Regions from separate parts of the Mus musculus genome. Here region 2 is linked to region 1. The links are chromatin contacts, called in public promoter capture Hi-C maps. All regions are on one chromosome and are shown on one strand. The core of a region is the stretch at or near the end of the contact, and the rest is flanking DNA. Distances in the headings are between cores, read along the strand shown.

Region 1 (6,062 bases), core at 2,216-4,715:
ACAAGATTGTACTTTAAGTTGTAATGAAACAATGCATGCTAGTTAATGTAAAAATCATGGTGCTCCAAGATCACTATTCCTGATCAAGAAAATTCCTAGTAGGACAACTATAGCTATAGGTTGAGACACAAGGTACCACGTTGGTTGTTTGGTTTAGGCTGATCCCTATCACATGGCCTTTATATGGAACAGATAGATTTACAGTTAACTCAACTGCCCTAGTAAGCACCATGAGACAGCTAGGAGGAGGACATGACCTGGAGACAGAAATGGAAAATGGGCTCAGGGAGTAAGAGACGCCTGTATCCAACAGGAGACAGCACACAGGAGCTAGATAAAAACTGAGACTCTGCTGAAATGGGCTCTAAGTTACTGTTTATTATTATTATTATTATTATTATTGTTATTATTATTATTATATTATCATCTTAAATCAGGATTGCCTTGAGATAAACAAAAGGTCAATAGATAGCTTGCCATTGTAGGACTACTTTCACACCATGTATGTTTGTACATGAATTATTTCCAGTTAACTTTTTGAAGAATCCCTCAAGAGGGGAAATATGAGCTTTGTTGTAACATAATAGCAGTGTGACCTTAGATAATCAATCTGCTTTTTTAGTCTAAGTTCCCCATCTGGAACAGGGGAGATTAATGAATGCTTACCTTGAAAAGATGCTATGAAGCAATGTGAAAAATAACCCTCTACCCACAGACAGTGACTATCAGAGACCCGGCTGTCACACAGTGGTCCTGTTCTAACACCTGCCATTAGCAGAAGTTCTGACCACAATGTCTGTATTCCTTCTTTCCTTACTGGGTTTCTTCATAGGTAACATAGAAAGTGATTTTTCTTGATTGTCAATGACAGTTCTTCCATGTGAATCATGCTATAAAATCTCTAGAAAGCTTGTCTCACAGAAATGGAAAGTCAAGTAGTGGTTACAGACAGAGTCTTGAATAGAGTTTGGAAGAAGGGTGGAGAGAGTTTGGAAGGAGAGAGGACAATAAACAGGACAGGGCTGAAACTGGACAGCATGACTCTTCTCATGCTCTATAGCACAGCAAGGTGACTATGGTTGATAAGATATATTTGAATATTTCCAAACAGCTAAGGCAGATTTCTGAGGTACCCAGGGTTGACTTCCCATTACTCTGCCCTTGTACTGAAATGTCCCCTGCATATCTTTAAATATGCAGAAGTGGCACATGTGAAATAAAACCTAATTGTAAAATAAAGGAAAATGTTCAGTATGTTGCTATTGATCAGAGTTGTAGTATTTGACTCAAATACCTTTCAGCTAATTATGCTGCACCTGCACCATCAATCTGTGATCACCCTGGGCTTCTGTGCTATCCCTTCTGGGCTCTTTAGTAAATGTTTCCTGATTACAAAGACTGTTCTGGAGCAGTGGTCTTTGAACATTAAGGCACATTGGAAAAGGAGGAAATATTCTGCTGAAGTGTCAAGAGGGGTCCCTTCATTTCCTATCAGCTCTGTTCCTGTGTTTACTCCTCCATGTCTTCCCTGTCAGCTCTCACTGGGGAAACTTGGGTGGCAGTCAGGAATGATTGAGGCAGAGATTTCTACTTCCTGCTGTTCATGCTAGTGCTGAAGAAGGCAGACATTCAGCTTGGCACCCAGGATTCCTAGATAGCTGACAGCTCTAGTACAGAGTCAACTGAAGTTGGGGAGCAATATCATGTGGGGCAAGGTGATCCTCAGGAGCCCAGTTCCTGTGGAACTCTAGCCAAAGTGAAGTCAGGCTGAGTTCAGCACTGTCAGGTGCTGTGTTCCACAGCCACCTGCCTACTGAGAAACCTCAGCGCTATCTGTTCTCTCTAAACTTTCAGGTTGTAGCAGTTGCGGGGCACACCGCTGCTAAGGAGACATGACCTGGGCTGTGATTGGAGGAGAAAGCAAAGGCCCATTTTGCCATTGACCTTCCCAGGCCTGTGAATAGTTTCTTGTAGAAGTCTGCCCCAGGTGCCTTGCACAGTGCTCATGTAGATCCCCATAGCCTGGACTCTACTAGTGTCCTGTAGCCTGCTCATTTGTGAAGTGTCTGGGAAGAGATGATAAGAAGTATCCAGGCCCAAGGGGAAGCCAGATGATTATTGTGGCTCAAAGAGTCAGTTGTGTGCATCTGTTCACTCTGCACACATGTCAACTTGCAAGTTTCTACCATAGATATCAACAAATAGTACCAACCATGGTTTTCGTTTTTAGGGAGAGGCCAGTATTGTTCACTTTCTAGCATTTTACTACTTAGGCCTTCCTCACTGAATAACCCAGTCCTGTCTCTCATGCATCCTAATGCAAGGCCATTGCTACATAATTCCTTCAGTATCCTAGAGCTTCTTGCTATTTGTTGTACAGAGGCAAACTGTCTATGAAAATCTAAGGGTTTCTTGTTCTTTGAAAATTTATAGTTGTCCCTTCTCTCTCCAACTCATGAAATTAAAGCAAAATAGGTATTTGTTAGTGTCAGTCCTACACATCTCTTTTCATCATAAAACCAACATACACCATGTTAGAATACAACAATTGCAGTCTAAAATTCCATCTACTTGCTACTTCTTGAGGGTGAATTTTCTCCTTCTCCAAGACAGTAGTCCCATTTTTGTAATTTTAGTTTTACTCTTAAGAAATTGGTTCAGAATTTTGTCACTCTTGCATTTGCAATGATTTTTCTTACTAACATATAGTCTCTTGTTACCATTTCTTTATATGTTGCATTTTGTTGCTATTTGGCGAAGTTTCATAAAGACAACTATAAAAATAACTTTCCACGAAGGCATTTCTTGTCTCTTTATGCTGGTTTACTCTCTTAATTAATCATCGATAACAAATTCCTCAATATCACTGAGCATCCAGCCTTAATAATACGTCCAGCATTGTCATCATTTCCCAAGTATTAACTGCTTTACAGATGCAACAATGGGCTACATAGGCTCCATCTGGTTCTCAAAGCATTATCCAATGTTGAAGATCCCAGAACTGCACTCATAACTTAAGATTGCCTTTCACAGTACCTGGCGGCATAGAAATGACAAACATCACTTACTGTGTTTCCAGAGTATTTTGTCCACACAGACTTTGTTTCTGGGCCTTTGAGGATCTTTATGAATTCAAGGTTCAAGGTCCCAACCTAGTAGGAAGTTCTTGGCTTCCTGTATGATGATGGAGATTAGACTCTGGTTTTATAGTCTTTCAGAATGACAAGAATGGTGTAAAGTTCTTCTTTTTTATGGTTGGCTGCCTATGAAGCACTACAGTGCTCACCAGTGGCCAATTCCTGGGGTCCAAGTTCACTAAAGTGTTCTGTCTTTCCTCTCTGCTCCAGTTCCAGTAAAGTTCCAGTCTTCTCAGAGGTAGCTCTGCCCTACAAGAATTGTGTAGGGAGGGGTTGGATGGAGTTGAGTTGAACTCTGTGTGTGACAATGAGCTGTTCCTAGGACTCATGGAGCAATTGATGTGTGTGGGCGTGTAAATGTAGGGCTAGTCATAGAGTTCTTGTGGTCAGTGAGGAGCCTCCCCCTTCTAAAGATTGCAAATGGAAAGGTCTAAACCAGAACTCATATCCTGTTCCTCAAAATCATCTGGCTAATGAATGAGGACCTCCAGAGGCATCCCCTCTCTTTGGAGATCTATATCTAAGTTATTTCTATTTGTACTCTAACTGCTCCACATACCTTTCTTCTGCTCCCAAATCCTTTCCCCACCAACCCTCAAGGAATGTTTTTCTCTCATGATATCTGGCACGAGAGAGCACAATACAGGCTGTTTTCCCTTGTTTTTCTGATATGAATGGTGTGTATGCTTTTAATAATCAGCATTAAACAGGCAGAGGCAGGAGGATTTCTGTGAGCTCCAGGACAGCCTGGTCTTCCTAGTGAGTTCCAGGACAGTCAGGACTACATAGTAACCCTTGTCTCAAAAACAAGAAGAAGAACAACAACAACAAAAAACAAATAAAGAAATCATACAAAAAAACCCCATCGACTATTTTCAGGGTAATATGGCTGTAGATTCCCCTTTCCTTCTTGATACTTTTGGTTTATGTATGCACTGGCCAGACATGGTCACATGAGTGCAGAGCCCAACACCTTTCTACACCTCTTTGAGTCTTGGGTCTAATACTGTCCACTTTGGCTAATGGCAGGTGCATGAGGTAGAAGAGAATATGAAGAATATCAGAGGGTCTGGCTCAATAAAAAAGAAGCCAGAAATACATATTGGGAAAAAGACAGCATCTTCAACAAATGATTCTAGTCAAACTGAATGACTGCATGTAGAAAACTGCAAATAGATCCATACTTATCACCCTGTATAAAACTCAACTTCAAATATTTCTAAGACCTCAACATCAGGCCAGATACACTGTGATAGAAATGTGGGAAATAGGTTGAACTCACTGGCACAGGAAAAAACTTTCTGAACAGAAGGTGATAGCACAGGTACTAAGAACAACATGCTGCTGAGTATGTGAGTAAGGGGAACTCTCATCCATTGCTGGTGGAAGGGCAAAAACTTGTACAACCACAGTGAAAATCAGTGTGGTGGTTTCTCAGGAAGCTGGGAATCAGTCTATCTCAAGATTCAACTATTCCACTCTCGGGCATATATCTAAAGAACTCTTCATCATATTATAGAGACACTTGCTCAACCATGTTCATTACTGCTCTATTCATAATAGTCAGAAATAGAAACAACTTAGATGTTCATCAACAAATAAATGGATAAGGAAATGTGATAAATTTACACAATAGAATATTGTACAAATCAGCCATTAAAAATGAAAATTTCAGACAGAAGGAGCTAGAAAAAAATCAGCCTGAGTGAGGTAACACAGGCACACAAAGACAAATATAGTAGGTATTCAGGTAGATGAGAATTTAGCTGTTAAATCATTGATAATCAGGCTATAATCCATATAACCAAAGAGGTTTGTATAGAGTAAGGGAGTATGGGAAAGGGATGGATTACTCTAGGAAGGGGAAATATAATGGACAGGTATGGATGGATGAGGGCTGGGCTGGAATAGGAGGATCAAATGTGGAGGGGGGAGGGAAGAGGGAATTGAGGAGTGATATGGGGATGGACATCAACAGCTAAGGGTTATTTGGGAGGCCATATGGAAACCTAATATAGTAGAATTTCCCCAAAATATATACACATATTAAGTTGATCTAAATAAAATTGCCAAATAACGGGAAGACAGAATCCCAGATGTACATCTCTTATCACCAAATGAAGCTTCCAGTACCTGGAAAGGTTTACATATAATTGAGTTGTTGACTAAAGGGGTCTCATGGAAACTCCCAAATAGCCCAGTCTATTCCCAAGGTTATTGGCTGCTCTCTACCAACTGTCAGGAAGACTCTATTTCTCAAGACCACACCTACACAACTCATTGAATATGGCTGGAGTCTACCTAAATGGACTATCTCAATGGACTGATACACCACAATGTTCATAATACTGGAAGGTACCCTGCAAGGTAAAAAACAACATGCTACAAACCTTTCGATTTGCAATGGTGATGTGCCTGCAAGATCAATGGTGGTTGATTACTTGTGGGAGTACCCAACCAAGATGTGGTTTAATTTAAGGCTTACTCCACAACCCATACCTGACTTTGCTCTGGTGGTTAAGAACCTGAAACTAAATAGGCCCAGGATCTAGGGGAAAACAAAATACTAATGTTTTGCCAAAGTAGTGGTTCTCAACCTGTGAGCGCTTTGGGTTTGAATGACCCTTTGACAGGGGATGCATATTAGATATCCTGTATATCCAGTATTTACATTGCAATTCACAAAAGTAGCAAAATTACAGTTATGAAATAGCAATGAAATAATTTTGTGGGCTAGGGGGTCACCACAACATAAGGAATTGTATTAAAAAGTAACAGCATTAGAAAATGGAGAACCACTATGCTAAGGGAACATAGCAAAGTGACTTCTATTGACATTTTGCTATACTTATAGATCTGTACTCAGCAATCTTCAGAGAAACTCCCTCTTGCACCAGATGGGAATAGACAGATCATGTGCAGAAA
Region 2 (6,062 bases), core at 1,748-4,247, 100 kb after region 1:
TGTGTCCCCTCTATATCAGGCTTGGTAGCTAGAGTGAGGACTGTGTTCCAGACTCTCCTAACACTCCTACTGCAGAATTATTCTTAAAAGTCCTGAAAGAGTGTGTTGTATTAGCTGGCTGACTCTTGTCATTCTAAGGATTCCCTGGGATAGTATGTTTCCTTTAGTTTTGCTTTAGTTCAAATTGAAATCTATTTTGTGGAAAATGTAAAGCAATATCTTGAGGGAAATTAATAGTAACAAATTCTATATTATGAAGGAAAAGGGCTTCTACCTAAAATTACAAAAACAAGTCAGACCAAATCCAATATGAACAGAAAAAAGGAAATGATAAAGATCTGAAGTCAATGAGCTGAAAAACAAACCTCAAAATAAAAGTTGGTAAAACAAAAAACTGATTTTCTGAGATAATCAATGAAACTGACAATATTTTTGCTGAACTGATTAATTTATCCTAAACTATATAAAAGCAGAAATACAGGAATTAGAAATGAAAGCAGCAACATCACTGTGGATCCTTCAATCCAAAGGGTTTACTGGTGGGAAGCTGTGAGCAATTTTAGAACAAATTAGGTAACTTAACTATAAGTTAACTTCTTGAAAAATACCAAAACCAAAACTCACAAAAAATTAATGTGATAAATAGCTCCAAATCTATAAAAGAAACCAAAATGTTATTTAAAAACCTTCCTGTGAGCAAGATACATAAGCAAATTATTTTAAAGAAAACACCAAGTTTTCAGAAAGTCTTCAAAAAAAAATTCATCAGTAGAGAGCACTTCTAACTTACTCTATGAGACCTGGTAGGAAAAAAAAAATCACATGAGCATAGTACAGAAAAATAGAATCAATAACCTTTCTGAATGTGACTGATGTATAATTCAAACTTGTGCATAAATAGAAACTTCATTCTATTACAAAGAGTGTAATTGTAGCACTGTTGCTATCCCTTCCCATGTTAAGCCTACCCTTTTCATCCAAAAACATACTTTATGCAGGGTGATAAATAGGAGTCTATTTGCATTCTTCTACATGTAGACATCCAGTTAGACTAGTGGTATTTGTTGAAGATTTTTCAGGCAAATGGATATAACTTGAAAACATCATGCTGAGTGAGGTAAGCCAGTCCCAAAAGGATATGCATGGTATGTACTCACTTATAAATGGATATTAGACATAAAATACAGGATACCCATGATGCACTCCACAGACCCAAAGAAGCTAAACAAGAAGGAAGGCACAATAGAGGATGCTTAAATCTCAGAAGGGGGGGGGAAGAATAGTCATAAGAAGCAGATGGAGGGAGAGATCTGGGTGAGAGAGGGGATGGGAAGGAGAATGGGGGCAGTGTCAGGATCAAGGGAAAGGGGCAGGAAAGATTGCCAGATGGCCATAAAAATGAATGGAAATCTGCAACTGACAGGGTAGGGGCATCTCCAGGATGTGACAGAGACCAGGAATAAGGGAGGTGCCCAAGAATCAATGAGGCTGATCTTAGCTGTGACCCACAGCTTTGAGGATATGGAACCTGAAGCCAAGCAGAAACCTCAGTGGCATGAAAGGGACATCAACTCACCAACAAAACTTTCGACCCCAAATTTATCCTGTGTACAAGAAATGCAGGAACATGGGATGGAGCAGAAACTGAGGGAATGGCCAACCAATAACTGACCCAACTTGAGACATAACCCACAGGCAAGCGCCAATCCCTGACACTTAATGATACTGTTATTCTTGCAGACAGGAGTCTATCATGGCTGTCCTCTGAGATGTTTCACCCAGAAGCCAACTCAGGCAGATTAAGACACCCACAGACAAACAGTGGATAGAGCTTTGGGGACTCTTATGGAAGAATGGGGGAAAGATTGCAGGCCTGAAGGGAATAGGAACTCCACAAGAAGTCCAACAGAGTCAACTGATCTGAACCCTTGAGGTTTTCAGAGACTGAACCACCAACCAAAGATCATACACAGGCTGAGCCTAGGCCTCCCTGAACATATGTAGCAGATGTGGTTTCCAAGCAACTACAACTGGAGCTGTTACCTGTCTACAGAATATGTTCTAGCTGGGCTGCCTTGTCTGACCTCAGTGGGAGAGGAAACACCTAGCCCCTCAGAGATGTAATGTGCTAAAATGGAGTTTGGGAGGGGATACACAGGGGGACGTCACCTGATCAGAGAAGGGGGGAGGATGGAAGGAAGGTTTGTGGGAGGAGTGAAAAAAGAGAGGCAGTAGATGGGACACAAAGTGAATAAGTAAAAGATAAATTAAATTTAAAAAGAAAAGAAAAAAGAACATACTTTTTGAGACTAGACAGTCTTACATCTCTTTCTTTGTAGTGTTTCAGTTCTCAGCATGAACAAATTCATTACTGAAAGAGATACAAATTGGGTAATTTCATAATTTTAGAACAAGAAAAAATAGATGTTGGATACATTACTAAATGTATGCTACAAACCAGTTCCTTATTCCTGGTATTGGAGTAATAACTTCCTTTTTTTTCATTTAATTATGCTTTGTGAAGGCCGAGGTCTAAACAGAATCTACTTCAGGTGGGATACCTTACTAGTAGGCTCATTCCAAGAGTGTTTAAAGCTGAAGATATCAGAGTCATATAGCAAAGTGTTTTCATATTTCTCATGATTCTGACGGTTTAGATTAAGTCCTTGACATAAAAGGAGTGGGAGGTCAGAGGAAGTGAGTCATTTCTGCTCAAAGCAAGTTGTGGCTTCTAGTAAGGAAGGGCAAAATGAGCACCTCCCTTCTGTGGCATGTAAGATATATGGATCTGAGGATATAGAACTCACAAACATTGGAATATAATGGGACTAAAGAAGGAGAGGTTTGTGTTATGGATGGGGAGAGACATGCCTCTTCTCCAAATTCCCTCCCATCCCAATCACAACAGCAGCCTTGTTTCTTGTACCCTGAAAAAGGAACCCATGTGGGCCACAGGTAGAGCAAGCAAGCAATCAAAGTTATTTTGGCAGCTGAGAAAGCAAAAGCAAAGTATACTCCTGAAAATGGAAGGCAGATTCAGCTGAGCAGCAATGGGTAGACCTGGCTGTGGAAGCCTTTGTCCATCATTTCTATTCCCCTTGTTTATTCCTTGGGCTGTTGGTGGTGGTTTCCTTCCTAGAATAGGTGGAGACTTTCTTAGAAGCCAACTTACTCACAATTCAGTATGTTACAATTGGATGTAGTAGTATGTATAAAGGTGTAACTATCTATAAAGTAAAAAAAATGTTTTCAGAAAGTACAACACTGTTCCTGGCAGGTGTTCCTCACAGGTCTTTCATGGGAGCTGGAGCCTGATGAGACTAACTTTGCTCTTTTTAATTGGAGCCCTAGTTTTCACCTTCCCTCTTTTCTTGTCAACATGGCTGTACTATACCAGGTATAACCCATCTTATTTATCTTCCATGTTGTTTCCAATATTTTGGTTTTACCCTAAAATCTGGTTTTACCTTAATAGTTGTGGATGACACTGCTGTGTTATAGGCCCTGGCATGTGTGGTAGTTTGAATATGCTTGGCCCAGGGAGTGACACTATTAGGAGGTGTGGCCTAGTTGGATTAAATGTGTCATCGCGGGTATGGGCTTTAAGACCCTCACCAGTTATGCCTGGAAGCCAGTCTTCTGTTTGCCTTGGGAAGGAAATGTAGAACTCTCAGCTCCTGCTTGAACACTGCCATGCTCCTGCCTTGATGATAATGAACTGAACCTCTGACTTTGTAAATCAGCCCCAACCAAATGTTGTCTTTTATAAGAGTTGCCTTGGTCATGGTGTCTGTTCACAGCAGTAAAACACTAAGACAATATGTCAAAGGAAGATGAATTTCTCTTTTTACTACAGAACACATGAGTATGCTTTGTACGCTTGTAATATTAGTTTATTTGAAGATTAGTTTATTTGAAGATTAGTTTATTTGAAGATTAGTTTATTTGAAGACAGGAAGATCATGAGTTCAAGGCTAGCCAAGGATACCCTATCTCAAAGAAAAAACCCCAACAATAACAAAAAGATTATGTATCAAAACTTTTCCTTTGTTTCCTTTGAGTTATAGATTATGATCATGGAAAAAGCATAAAAGACAGATCTTGGAAAAGTATCAACTAGGCATTTCAAAATACTTGTGAAAACTTTTAATGGATACACATTCTTTTTTCTATGCTGGTTTAACAGATATTGATCTGAATAAATCTTTTATATGAATCTATAAGTGAGAAAAGCCTGTGCTTTCTTTGAGCTGCTATTCAAGTCTCCCATCAACATTGAGATGCTAACCTATTCATTCACATTATCTTTTTTCCCCAAGTTTCCCACGGATGGAAACTATCATACTCACCTGACTCAGACAGAGCACCTGACTCAGTGTAACTAGTCCAAGAGGAGTACATTATAAAAATATGTGTCTTATTATTTCTGTAAGAGTGTGATCTCCAGGTAATTTGTTTCAATTATCCCTTTATTATTTCTTGAACAAAGCCTTGAGTTTTACTTGACAAGAATCCATGGTTGACTTAGCATTGTGCACCTATATCACGAGTGTTCAAACCACAGATCACACATAGCCCTGTTTGCTAATTGGATGGAGAAAAATCAGCCTCACTGCTTTTCACAGTGGATGAAGAGCTTTACTACATTCTTGAAGGCTACTGCCTAGTTCCTGAGGCATCTAATATTATCCAATTTGTGCAGTGGTTCTTAGACCTTAATATGGATCAGAGCCACGGTGGTACTAAATTTGAGGTCACAGTCTGTGTTCCAAGAAGCCACATAGGCCTCCAATCTTCAATACAACAATCATAACAACCAAATTAATAGCAAAAAATGAATTAAATTTAAAACTACAAAAATATATATTCTATTGGCTATACTGGGAAGCAGGACAAAGAGATCCAGTGACCTCTAGCGAAATCTGTTACTTTAAGGTCCTAAAGTAACATTAAAGTTTAGAGGTATAGTCATATGTAAGTAGTCCCAGTTTGGTCTTGCTCACAGGGCTGACCTTCATTCTCTCCTGCAAGGTGGTCTGAAAAGTGGTCAGCAGTATGTGTAATCTCTTTTCTGGTAGGCAAGTGCCTCCTCTGACTGGCACCAGATTTTAGGTTTTCTCTTTCCCAGAATAAACTTGCTGGAGGAATTGCATGGAGTTTTCTTTTTGGAGTCTGTTATTTTAATAGTCTGACAGCCAAATAAAGGGTACAAGTGTCTCTTCAAAATTTATCTGTTCCTGATGGACTGACTACAATAGATAACTACAGATTTATACTCTGAAAGTGATAAAGCCTCTTTATTCTTCACATGATTTTTATATCCACCCAAATTAAAGTACCTTTTGGTGTAGAGCTCAGCCTTGTTCATATCATTCCATCATGAAAAAAATTTCTAAGTATATTGCTATAAATAAGACAAAGCTACTTTCAGGAAACAGCTTCTATTCTCTGAGAAGACAAGTTGGTCCTGCAAAAACTCAGTGTTGTCCCAAAAGCCAGGAGTTCTAGCATTAGCCAAGAGCTCACTAAAATTTGCAAATCCTAGGCTGGAGATACAACTCAGTGGTAGATAATTTGTCTGCTATGTACGGGTTTGATCCCTGGCACTGCAAAATGAATGAATAAATTTTAAAAATCAATTTGAAATTTGTCTCAGGTTCCTTCCAGTGCAGCAGAGTTAGTTTTTCAAGATGTCTGCGGAATCCTTACCCAGATGAAGATTGAGAAGCATTGGTTGTAACAACCCCAGCCTTAAAACTCTGCACCCCCTCTTGACCTCACCAAAATGTATGTGCATCCAGGAAAAGACCTGACTTTGCAACAGTTGACTCAGAGAAGGAAGGGAAGTGAAGCTGAAATCTGCTATGCTCAGCTACTCACCACTGCTGTTTACTCTTGAGGGTTGTGTGTGTGTGTGTGTGTGTGTGTGTGTGTGTGTGTGTGTGGACTCCTCTGCTAATTATTATAAACCTCACCTCAACTAAAATATGACATTTCTCTGTATTTCTGCTTTTCCAACTATAAGTGGATTGAAACATCTAGCTAGAAAGAGATCTTTCAGC

The links. Promoter capture Hi-C pulls out the DNA fragments that hold promoters and counts their contacts.
Region 2: a contact with region 1 is called in a promoter capture Hi-C map of macrophages, with 7 read pairs. The contact joins the enhancer-like site here to the promoter of Ccr1 in region 1. A contact is called at or near these places in 3 of 39 promoter capture datasets (the HPC-7 cell line, macrophages and neutrophils), 2 of 484 Hi-C or Micro-C datasets (bone marrow-derived macrophages and nephron progenitors), 5 of 115 datasets of contacts at active chromatin or transcription factors (CD8 T cells, the HPC-7 cell line, microglia and 1 more) and 3 of 9 other capture datasets (adipose tissue, embryonic stem cells and liver).

The regions. Positions count from the first base shown.
Region 1 is chr9:123,965,227-123,971,288 of GRCm38.p6, forward strand. Ccr1 (chemokine (C-C motif) receptor 1) reads right to left here and starts at 3,466. Exons shown (of 2, transcript NM_009912.4): 1 at 3,069-3,466.
Region 2 is chr9:124,065,869-124,071,930 of GRCm38.p6, forward strand. No RefSeq gene overlaps it. Among named protein-coding and RNA genes, the nearest start is that of Ccr2, 33 kb to the right of the region's middle. Within about 2 kb of position 2,998, at least 112 of the 459 cell types and tissues checked have an H3K27ac peak or open chromatin away from gene starts, as enhancers often do. A contact at or near this core is called in CD8 T cells, the HPC-7 cell line, adipose tissue and 4 more, where this site is marked.